Regions from separate parts of the Xenopus laevis genome. Here region 1 is linked to region 2. The links are chromatin contacts, called in public Hi-C maps. All regions are on one chromosome and are shown on one strand. Each heading gives the region's core, a stretch centred on a gene start, on an enhancer-like site or on the middle of the called end of the contact. The rest is flanking DNA. Distances are from core to core; before and after follow the strand shown. Region 1 has its middle 16 kb from the start of LOC108704485. Region 2 has its middle 23 kb from the start of slc27a4.L.

Region 1 (6,023 bases), core at 3,521-6,020, 34 kb before region 2:
ACCAGGCAGCTGTTATCTTGTGTTAGGGAGGTGTTATCTGGTTACCTTCCCATTGTTCTGTTGTTAGGCTGCTGGGGGGGAAAGAGAGGGGGGTTATATCACTCCAACTTGCAGTACAGCAGTAAAGAGTGACTGAAGCTTATCAGAGCACAAGTTACATGACTGGGGGCAGCTGGGAAACTGACAATATGTCTAGCCCCATGTCAGATTTCAAAATTAAATATAAAAAAATCTGTTTGCTCTTTTGAGAAATGGATTTCAGCACAGAAAAACATTTTTATCCCATGACAGTATCCCTTTAATGCCTCACCCTGCCTGCTTAATTCTTACAGGTTAGAGATCCACTGACCCCCACAAATTGAATCTACCCCACCCTTCTCCTCTTCTGTCACTCACAGCTGTGGGGAGGACAAAGGCCAGTTCCCATCACATACACACACACACAATAGCTCTGTGTCCCTGGAGTCCAGATGCTGGACAGTACCCAGGCTCAGGAGGGACTGCAGGGCTGTGCCAGGCTCCTACTGGCAGCACTCATTGTCACCAGTGATGAAGAGGAGGCACAGTGACCCACGACCCCTCGCCTCCCCCACACACATACACACCGACCCATCCATTCCTATAGAACTCTGTGACATTTATGACCCGGGAAAGGTTCGTTCTAAGCCCAGCAAGAAAACAAAGTGTCAGCGAGGTGTCAAGATTACCCTGGGAAATTACACATGAACCGATCACTCTGTATCTACTGGGGAAGCAGCGCATCATGGGCCTCCCCTTTGTTCTAAACGAGGGATATGTGACTCAGCAGCTTTGACTGAAGTGGAACTCCCCACATTGTTGAACTACAAGTCCCGGAATCCTTTGCTCCATTACAAAGTCATCGTTATTTGTCCCCAAATCTCACCCTGTCCCAGAACTGGTTCCCATGAGCCACATGGCTCTGACCAGTCCCTGATATGTTGCAGGACATCCACCTCACAGGAACACTATACCCTCAGTTTTGGGCCACTTCTTTGTCATCAAATACACAGAAAATATACTTACATAGACACGCTTATGGGAAATGCATTGTGATGGATAGAATATGTCTATGATATAGGCATGCTTTTGGGAATGCATTGTGCAAAGCAGTGCTAAAAATCTCAGCAGAACCTATTTAGGTATATCCCCCCCCCCACCATTCCCCTTTATAAATATCCATTTATATTAAATATAATGTGCAGGACAGAGCTAAAATCACAGCAGAGCCACTTCCCCTTTGTATAAGGGATGCAATGAATCCAGGATTCAGTTTGGGATTCAGCCAAGATTCTGCCTTTTTCAGCAGTGATTCAGACGAATCCAAGTGCCTGGCTGAACCAAATCCAAATGATGTGACTTTTCGTCCCACAAACATGGAATTTTAAAAAAATTTCACCGCTTTTACTCTCTCTCCCTTTTGTTTCCCTCATTTACATTTGCAAATTAGTGTTTGGGTTAGATTCAGTATTCGGATGAATCTTTCACAAAGGATTTGGGATTCGCGAGTGGATTTGGTGCATCCCTACTTTAGGTAGATGCATTTATGGAGAATATAGTGTACAGGACAGTGCTAAAATTTCTGCAGATATGCCTCACACACACATTCCCCTTTATATAGGTGCATTTATGGGGTATATAATGTACAGGACAGAGCTAAAATCTCAGCCGAACCACTTTAGGTGTATTCCTCTCACCATTCCCTTTTATATAGGTGCATTTACTGTATGTGAAATATAATGTACAGGACAGAGCTAAAATCTCTGCAGAACCACTTTAGGTGTATTCCTCCCACTATTCCCTTTTATATAGGTGCATTTATGTGAAATATAATGTGCAGGACAGAACTAAAATCTCAGCAGAACCACTTTAGGTGTATTTCTCCCACCATTCCCTTTTATATAGGTGCATTTATGTGAAATATAATGTACAGGGCAGTGCTGAAATCTCTGCAGAGCCACTTTAGGTATATTCCTCCCAACATTCCCTTTTATATAGGTGCATGTATGTGAAATATAATGTACAGGACAGAACTAAAATCTCAGCAGAACCACTTTAGGTGTATTTCTCCCACCATTCCCTTTTATATAGGTGCATTTATGTGAAATATAATGTACAGGGCAGTGCTGAAATCTCTGCAGAGCCACTTTAGGTATATTCCTCCCAACATTCCCTTTTATACAGGTGCATTTATGTGAAATATAATGTACAGGACAGAACTAAAATATCAGGAGAACCACTTTAGGTGTATTCCTCCCACCATTCCCTTTTATATAGGTGTATTTATGTGAAATGCAATGTACAGGACAGAGCTAAACTCTCGGCAGAGCCACTTTAAGTATATTCCGCCCAACGTTCCCTTTTATATAGGTGCATTTATGTGAAATATAATGTACAGGACAGTGCTGAAGGTGTATTCCTCCCAACATTCGCCTTTATATAGGTGCATTTATGGGGAATGTAACACGCAGAGCAGTGCTGAAATCTCTGTTTCCCCCCATTCCCATTATATAAATGCACTTTTTGCAAATGTGATGGTATAACCAGTACTAGATAAAAATACCTGTATCTATGTCACACGTAGGTGGGTGATAAAACAACAGATACATTATGGGCTAAATATCCACACATTTGTATGATCTTCTTATTCACAGATTAATAAATATGTGATAAAACCACAACTATTATGCGCGTCCAGTTCAATGTTTCTAGTATTACAAGTACTGAATAGAAATACCTTTGCGTTTGTCACAGTCCACACAGACAATCACTCTTACCTGAGAAATGGTGGTCTATCCTGACTCAGCTCAGCTTCTCGGATCCAAAGGATCTGCTGTCACCTCTCCGTTTTTAGCTGGAATATCACTTCTCTGCCTGGGAGGGTCTGAGTAGCCTCCCCTGACTTTTAAACTGTTTTTCCTGGCAGGACACGTTCATAGCTTTGCACGTTGAGCAATGTGACAGAATATGCTGCTGAAAAATGGACTTTCATGTGAGCACCGTTAACCCTAAATATTACTGTCTTTTTATCACTGCCATGGTTTCTGCCTTTGTAATAACCAACACCCAGTATGACTAAGTAGCAACAGATTTATGTGCAGCCCTGTACATTAGGCATTTTACATGACAAGTGGCTGCAAAAAAACTAGATGCACAATCCATAGTGTGTTCTGAACCTTGCAACTCCTAAGATGTACCTTGGGTATGACATGCAGGTAATAGGCACCTAAGGGGACTCCCATTTAGAGTCCTGTGCTGGCCCAGTTGGGCAGACCTATGCCCAACTGTGTCCCGCTAACTCAGAACCCAAACCATTCCCTCTACTTATCCCCATTGCCGGAATTGCAGGTGTCTTAAACTTTAGCCCGACCCAGGATCCGTGCAAAATGGAAGTGACTTCACTGGTGGGTGGAAGTAAAGTCACTCTGGAGGCAAATCAACCAGGTCAGGGGGAAAAAGTTAATTTTAACTTTGGGAGGTGGGGGGAATGCAAGCTTGCAATCAACCGGGTGCCCAGGTACCCAGACTCGTGGACCACCCACATGGTCAGGGAATTGGGGTCTTTCTGTCCAAATAGCAACAAAACAATAAAGGGTGTATGGCACACTGGAAACCACACCAGGTCAAACCAAAAAGTTAAAAATACTTTATTGAACCATCATCTCAAGCCTTACCCATTTCGTGTCCATCTGACACTTAATCGTAGGCTCATAGTGTTCAAAAAAGTATTTTCCTTTTTTAACTTTTTGGTCTGACCTGGTGTGGTTTCCAGTGTGCCCTACACCCTTTATTGTTTTGTTGCTATATGGTCTAAATACTCTACCTTGAGCACCTGGGCCATCTCTCTACTTGGTGAGTCTTTATCAGCAGGAGTATTTATGCTAACCATTTATTTTTTGGATGACAATTCTTTCTATCCAAAACCCAACCACTTTGCGGGTATCCTCTACTCCCATGCCATACCCACTTGTCGCACCTTACATGTGTAACTTGTGAATGGCAAGCAGGTAATAAGCCTCCCATATCTTGCCCACTTGTCACACTTTGCATCTTTGCTGACAATGCACAGAAGAAGCTCCAGTAGGTGTCCAAAGGAATACCCATGTCATCCTTGTCCTCGTTTGCACATAAGTTGTGCCTGTCAATGTATGAAAGGGATGCCCTTGGGTGTCCAATCAGGGTGCCCATGTTATCTTCACTTGCCACACCTTACATGGTAGTCACAAGTTAAGCCATTTAAAGGCAAGTGCCAATCTTTGCACACCAAACAAAGGCACCTGACAAAGGAAAGGCGGAAAGGCGCATTGCTGGCAAAAAATGGAGCCCTCATTCAGGCAGCACAGTGCTCAGCTCAGCACTTTATTAATGTGTCCAGCAATTGTGAGGGAGACAATATATATGGCATCTCCCATGAACTGGCCTGAAACTCGTCACCTCCACGACATGACACTAATTTATTTGCTTCAGCAGTTTTGAGAACAGATGGAATCTGGAATCGGGATGGAATCTGAATAGTTTCACAAGTCCCCTCACTGCTGTGTGAAAGGGCCTTAAACCTGCACCTCCCTCCCTCATGTGAGGGTCAGCAAATGAAGGGGAGGGTAAGGCCATTTTATGGCAGTCCTTTTCAAACAGAGAGGTCACATGTCAGCAAAATCTGTGCCTTTGTCGTGGGATTGGTCACATTTCACTCCAATTTCGGGGGGGGGGTTTGTCTCTCCCTCGAATGGTGTTGCCATGAGACCGGGTGCAGTGGGTCAGGTATGCCCAGCTTTCAGGGAATTAGAAGGTAAAAAAAAGCTGAGCTGGCAAACACAATTTATAGGAGCATGTTACTTCATTATCACTGATGAGGAGGAGGGAGGACAGCTTATATTATCTGCACATGTCCTATAGAAGCAGCAGGGACTGAGAGAGACTGAAACAGAACCTCATGCCACTCTGGATTTGGGCATAGTTCATTACAGTCATCGCTAGAGGCTTATATAATAATAGGGATGTTCCTGAGCCAATTCATGCAGGTGCACTAACAAGGTGCGAGGCATTGTTACCCTCAGGGGCATGCAAGGCACTTTGGACTCCAGTAGAACAGTCAGGTTTTTTGTGACAACCACCCAGCTGACAAACCCGTACCAAGCCAACTATAGGGACTATTTGGCTCCATGCTGTGTCATTGCAATGCATAATACCTTGTAAACTATCCAGGATAGTCAACTAAACTCAAATGTTTGGTGGAGGTAACTGCTGGAGTTGTCCTGGCCCATCCCTGGGCTTCCAGGAGTACCTAGAATTGTAGAAAGATATTCTTACTATAACTGGCGTTCAGGCTGGGCCCCTGAGGGGAGCTGGTGAATGGTGTAATTAGATGGGAGCAGACCCTGCAGCTGCAGGGCAAACTGTTGACACAGGGGCTAAGGAAGGACTTGTAATGCCTGTTCCATCTTGGGCCACGGCCAATATTATTATTATTAACATGTATTTTAGAGTGCCAACATATTCCATAACGCTATACATTACATTGGTTTATACAAAGAGCATACAGAATTACACACATAGCTACCTGTAACTGATACAAAAGGTGAAGAGGGCCCTGCCCAAAAGAGCTTACAATCTATGAAGTATGCTGGCCCCCTCGCCCTGTGCCACTTGCAATCCCTATTCCCACAGCCCGTGACTCCTGCTTTGGATGCCCATGGCTCTTAAACCCTCTTACAGATACACCCCTCCCCTGTGTTTTAATCCTAGTGCTGGAGTGGGGGTAAAGTGGGGGCTCATGGGTAAGTGTAGAAGGGGGGGTTATGCCACTGCTATAGAGGAAGCAGACCCTTAGACTTCTAGGGAACCCAAACATTATACAGAGCCCAAATGCGCATGAATGATATGGAGCTGCAATAAAGGGCTCATTTACAAACGTAGACATGATAAAATGGGCATAAATTTTGCGCTGCTTGTAGCCATTCACTACAGCTAAGTTACAAGGCTGTTTTGATGAATTTGCTATTGAT
Region 2 (6,101 bases), core at 1,807-4,306:
TTGTATGGTGGGAAAAGAGACGACCGATATCAGCAGAAGACTTGGATATCGGTCGGCCCGTCGATCGGGCTGGATGGAAAATTTTGATCGGGTGCCTTGGAAGGTACCCAAACACTGGCTATTGTTAGTGCTGAATCGTCAGATACAGGTAGAATTCTATTGTGTCTACCTATATATCTGACATTCAGATTGTTTCTACCTGTCGACGATTCAGCTCTACATGTGTGTATTGAAACTATCTTTCTTGGAAAGATCTTTTCCAAGAAAGATCGTAATTACGTCTTAAGATGGCATGATTCTGCTGAGGAACCAGAAGCAGCTGGAGCTTTGATTCTCCTAAAGTACCCATAAATAAAACATTTTGTCTTATTTGCTATTTCTATCCGCAGAGCACTACAGAAACCAGCACCTGTCGGAGGAAGCTGGAAGTTGTAGTTTAGCAACCTCTGGAGGGTCGTCCATCCCTCTCTCCAACCTGATTAGTTCAGAGCAATGGGTTCATTTGTTGGCATTGGGGCATGTGAAAAGGAGGGGTAGAGAGAATAAATTCTGCATAAAGCACAAGGCAGTCCTAGAACAGCTGTTTGTATCCTGTGCACCGAAAGCTTTTCATAATAAAGCAGACAATGGCCGTTTGAAATGGAGGAGGAATCCCTCTGCAGGGGGGGCACAATGAGGATTGGCCTGCAGTTGCTTTGTTTGATCTCCAGCCTCTCAGCAGAAGGACCGAGTGGGTCAGCAAAAGTGAGATGCCTTTTTCAGCCACTCAAAGGTATTCATGTGTTAATGGGGTGTCAAGCAGAGATCAGTGAGCTTCTCTGCTTGGGTTAAATTGCAAGGAAAAAGAAAAAAAGTAGGGAGGGGGGGGAAAGAATAAGAAAGAAGGAGCTGAATCGGTAGAGGCCTTGAATACCATTACAGCCTGCAGGAAAGTTTAGGCCTCCCCCATGGGAAGTTGCTTGTGTTCCGGCTGAAGGAGGAGGAGAGGTGGGGGCCCCTGAGCTTTCTTATTCAGGCGACTATTGAAAAGGTTTCAACAATGCAGGAGAAAGCTTGAACAATAAACCCCTGCCTGGCCTTCAATGCTGAGCTCTAAACAGCCATTTAACCTTCCAAAAAAGGCTGAAAGTGACACTAAAGCTGCAAATGAGGCTTTATCCAACCTCCTTGGTTCTCGCTAAGCTGGAGGCCATTTGCAATGCTAGCTCCCCTTGGTACTGTCCTTTTCCTGACACAGGAGCAACACAAATTACCCCCCACAACACAAAATAGCAGTCCTCTAATTAGGACAACGGGCGGATTGGAAAATGGAAAAGGGAGGCTCCGCTATGAGTGCCTGACATCTGTAGTGGTTTCTGTGCAGACCCCAAGAAAAGCCCAATTTGTGAAGTCGCTAATATACAAAATTAAATTTAGAATTTCTCAGGAAGGGCTGGACAAGTCCCGAAATGTTTGATCCACATGTGTATGCACCTGATGCACCTTGAGTAAACATTGAGAGCACCCTACTTGCAAACTACAGGAACTCTGTTTTGTAAAGTCCAACTTGTGGCCTGTCAGAGCGTAAGAACGTTGGATGCAATGAAATTAACTTAGGAAGACCTACAATTGAGCACTGAATCCAGGTCCCTGGCATGGGCACAGGAATATCAATGGGGCACGCGAATCTTGGCGATCTATGATCTGTGTGCAACCAACTGAACCAGCTGAATTGGGAGAAGTTAGGACCGTCTAGAAGAATGTTTACAAACCAAAACCAATCTGTACCCAGGAGATGTTAGGTTAGTTTCCCGATACATGCTTCTGGCACAGCAATAAATTCAGATGAATAAACATGAGCAGAGGCTTACAGCTTGCAAGAAAAAGGAATTAGAGGTGTGTGGGTGTAGGCCTGCAAAGGCATAGATCTGGCTTCATCACCTGTCTGGTGGGAGGAATGATTTGACAAAGATGGCTTCCTCGGTTGACATGGTCTCCTTACAGTTCCAGGAATGATAGTGTCTTGATTGACAACGCCACACAGTGTGCAGAATGATGGAGTCCACATTGACAACTCCACATAGTGCATATAATAATAGTGTCCTGATTGACAACTCCACACAGTGTGCAGAATGATGGAGTCCAGATTGACATGTCTACACAGTATACACAGAATGATGGTTTCTAGATTGACATGTTCATATTGGGGGCATAATAATGGTGTCCTGATTGGCTTCTTCACACAGTGAGATTAAAAAGCAGTTAGGTGGGGAGAAAAATATATGTATGGGGAATCATATGACATGACTGCTTCCTGACTTGCCAAACATGACATGACCACTTCCTGTAAGCCAAAAAAACATGGTTCCTTCCATGGGGAGACCCCTGTGTTCACTTGGGTGGGTGAGGAAGGTGACAGCAAAGCCGGTTGGCTTAAAAAAACTTGTTGGGCAAATCGCTGGTTAAACCACAGGGGAGGAAGCTGATTGTATAAAAGGGATTTCTTGATAACAACAGCTCATGGACAGACATCTCTAACATTTCTGATTTGGGGCCAAAGGATAAAGATATATCTTGGGTGGGGGGTCAGCCGGCTATTGAGTGATATGATGTGAATTTGTTGGACTGGAGAATCAAACTAGGCCTTGGCATTTCCAGTACACAGAGACCCAAACAGCCTCCCACAGGCCAATAAATAGTGACAGACTATGACATTTTACAGCAGCTCATTTGGCATTTGCCAGAATCTACAGATTGCCAGTCCGAACCTGGTTGGAGACAGAGATCCGCTCTTTTGCTGAGGTCGCTAAACAAGCAGATCTCTCCCCTATATGCCCATGGGTGATATCGGGCTTATCCGGTTGTGTGCCCTAGGGCCCAACGAACGGATCACAACGAGAATACGGGCGGTCGGATTAAGGACAGCATCAACTAACCCACACAGTCCTCGATCCGATGGGATTTTTAAACCTACCTGATCGACATCCGGCCAGATATTGATTGGTTAAGCCTGACAGGGCCCCATACAATGCCCAATAAGCTGTCAATTTAATCTGTCGGCAATTTAGATCTGGGGGCCATTAGTCAGAGTTATATAACTTGAGACCTGCGGCTGGATGTGGGCCCTTTAAGAGTTGTATGCCCCCAAACTGCTTAAAAGGTTCATAAACCTGTAATTTTATTATAATCTGAATGTCTGCCACGACAATGAGCTTCTTATGGGTCAAAAATTGGTGCTTGAACCCAGGCAATGTTAAAAGTAAAATACAGCTTGCACAGAACCCTGGGCCTGTCCCTTTGATAACATTTGTTTTTCTGACCAGACATCAATCAATGAAATATGAAAATTACTGGGAGAGCTGACCAGACAAAAGAGTTCCAACCATGCTCATTCCACCCGAACTGAAGTGGAGAAGAACAACTACAAGTAACAAGAAAGTTCTGAATATCAGTGAGTATAACAGACAGTTTGGATTTACTTTATTAATGGCATTTCAGCTGCCATCAATCTAAATACAGTCTCATTATAGATTGCCTGGCGTAGATTGTAATATTGTTGTATTAGCAGTGGGGGAAAAAAATTGTATGTAGATTTCAAAAGTGTGCTCCTGAGCAATTCTATATGAATTTGTTTTATGGTTTCAGGGCAACAAAGCATACCTCCCAACATTTTGTAAATAAAAAGAGGGACAAAAAAGTTGCCATGCGTAGTGCGGCAACATCTTTTGACCACGCCCATTTTTGTGGTCACACCCCCTAATTACCATGTTCATTTTACAAAATTTGGCAGACTATAAAAGTCTGAACACATTTCTGTGTTTTTTCCCCAGTTATTAGTTTTGCTAATGAAGGTGAATTGCCCTTTAAGTTGTGAGTCACAATTTCCCCAAGAGACCTGTTATCTTATATTGTTACAATTACTCATTTGCTTGTCTGAAATTGTTACAAAAGTTTCCCAGTGCACCTGGTGGCTGTTCTGGGCTCTCTGCCAAAAACCAATTAAGTTAGAAAAATGTTTCTTTTTCTGGCTGTTCAGTGCAGAGAAAAATGGGACTTTCCAGTACAAATGAGGGACTGCAGGTTGAACTGTCAAAAGAGGGACTGCCCCTCTAAAAACCGGACAGTTGTGAGGTATGACAAAGTGCTGTCATTATTTTAGTGATATCCTGACCTGACCTGAAGTCTTGTTGCTTTATATGGTCACAGAACAACCCCTCGGTGTCTTCTAAAATCCTTATCATTTACAGTAGGGGGTACATTATCCCTTATAATACGAGTGATACTCAGAATTCCCTTTATAACTCAGCCTGCAGCATTGTGCCTTTATATGGTCACAGAACCCCTCAGTGACTTCTAATATCCTTATTGTTTACAGTAGGGGGTACATTATCCCTTATAATACATGAGTGATACTCAAAGTTCAAAGTTCCCTGCAGCCTAGTGCCTTTATATGGTCACAGAACAACCCCTCAGTAACTTTCAATATCCTGATCATTTACAGTAGGGGGTACATTATCCCTTATAATACATGAGTGATACTCAGAGTTCCCTTTATAACTCAGCCAGCAGCCTTGTGCCTTTATATGGTCACATAACCCCTCAGTGACTTCTAATATCCTTATCATTTACAGTAGGGGGTACACTATCCCTTATAATACATGAGTGATACTCAGAGTTCCCTGTATAACTCAGCCTGCAGCCTTGTGCCTTTATATGGTTACAGAACCCCTCAGTGACTTCTGCTTTACAGCAGGGGGTATTTATAATCTTTTCCTGTATTCTGCAAAGCTCCTGTAATTGTGCAGTAGGCTAATGCTGTTCAATGAGCTGTCACTCTATAGAGTCAGAGACTAACACCCTGGATATAAGCCAGCAATTTCCATACTTACATGCTCGGAGCTGTGTTTTTACATGGCCTTTTGGCCAGAGCCCAGAGCTAGCTCTTGCCTTGATTTCACACATTTATCAGTTATTAGAAGCCAACAGCATGCCTGGCAACTTCTCTATAACTAACTGCTATGGCTTCATGTAATTGGCTATAAAGCAACAAGGCCCCCCCAGTTGTTTACCTTTATGGTTACACCCCTGCAGAGCTCACCCGTGTCCCGTGCAAAGCATTTCTAATAGGCCACACTGTCCAGACTGTAATCCTTACGGAAGACCAAGCACATTTTCTGATTCTCAAATACAAACCCTCTGTAGCAGTGAGACATTGATTTAATAGGGTCACGGATCAAACTCAGTCTATTGGCCATATTAGTTCTCTGCTCGGGCATTGGGTATATTTGTACATGTGCCCACTGAACCTGCTGGTCTTATTATAGCCTGCCACCGCTCTGCCCAGCAAATTGATTCACACTAGAAACATTATGAAGCTCGCAGCTAAGTCCATTACCATGCCTGGGTCGCATCTTGTAGTTAACTGGATCTGACATTTTTATTTATACTTTGCTGCACTGCATGGAAACCTGATTACGTTGCTGAACAAGAGCGCCTCCTGGTAGCAACTGGGTGCAACACATGCAGTCACTGATTTTTGCTCTAAATGTGCAGGGCTTAAGGGAACAATAACAGAAACTAGGAAAATAGATAGACTAGACTGTGCAAAAAAAAAATGTTTCTAATATAGTTAGTTAGCCAAAAATGAAATGTAATGTATAAAGGCTGGAGTGACTGGATGTCTAACATAATAGACAGAACACTACTTCCTGCTTTTAAACATTACATTTTTGCCTAACTACATTAGAAACATTTCTAGTCTATCCATTTACCTGGTTTTTATTTTTATACTGACAATTCCTTTAAGCTGGTCATAGACATGCAGATATAGCCTTATGTCTGACAAACAATCTCCCAACCTACCACTAACCATTCAGATTAAAATAAAGTAGTGATAGCGATGATCTGGCCATTAATTGACTGGTAGCAACTGTACAAAAGTTATGTCCAACAAATAGTAGTAAAAGCCTCCCATTGATATCGTCAGACATGCAGATACATGCAGAGATATTATCGTTAACTGACATAAATCTAACCTGTCCAATCAACTAAACGACCAATTGCAATGGTACAATAAACGTTGAGACGAGCGACACACGGTCCGCAAATCGCGTGAAACGAAG

What was found. A called contact is a pair of places that touch in the nucleus more often than the background predicts.
Region 1: a contact with region 2 is called in a Hi-C map of the XTC cell line, with 1.8 times the contacts expected there. The contact joins two enhancer-like sites. A contact is called at or near these places in 2 of 4 Hi-C or Micro-C datasets (the XTC cell line and animal cap).

What each region holds. Positions count from the first base shown.
Region 1 is chr8L:10,945,893-10,951,915 of Xenopus_laevis_v10.1, reverse strand. No RefSeq gene overlaps it. Among protein-coding and RNA genes, the nearest start is that of LOC108704485, 16 kb to the left of the region's middle. Within about 2 kb of position 4,770, at least 3 of the 7 cell types and tissues checked have an H3K27ac peak or open chromatin away from gene starts, as enhancers often do.
Region 2 is chr8L:10,909,731-10,915,831 of Xenopus_laevis_v10.1, reverse strand. No RefSeq gene overlaps it. Among protein-coding and RNA genes, the nearest start is that of slc27a4.L, 23 kb to the right of the region's middle. Within about 2 kb of position 3,056, at least 1 of the 7 cell types and tissues checked has an H3K27ac peak or open chromatin away from gene starts, as enhancers often do.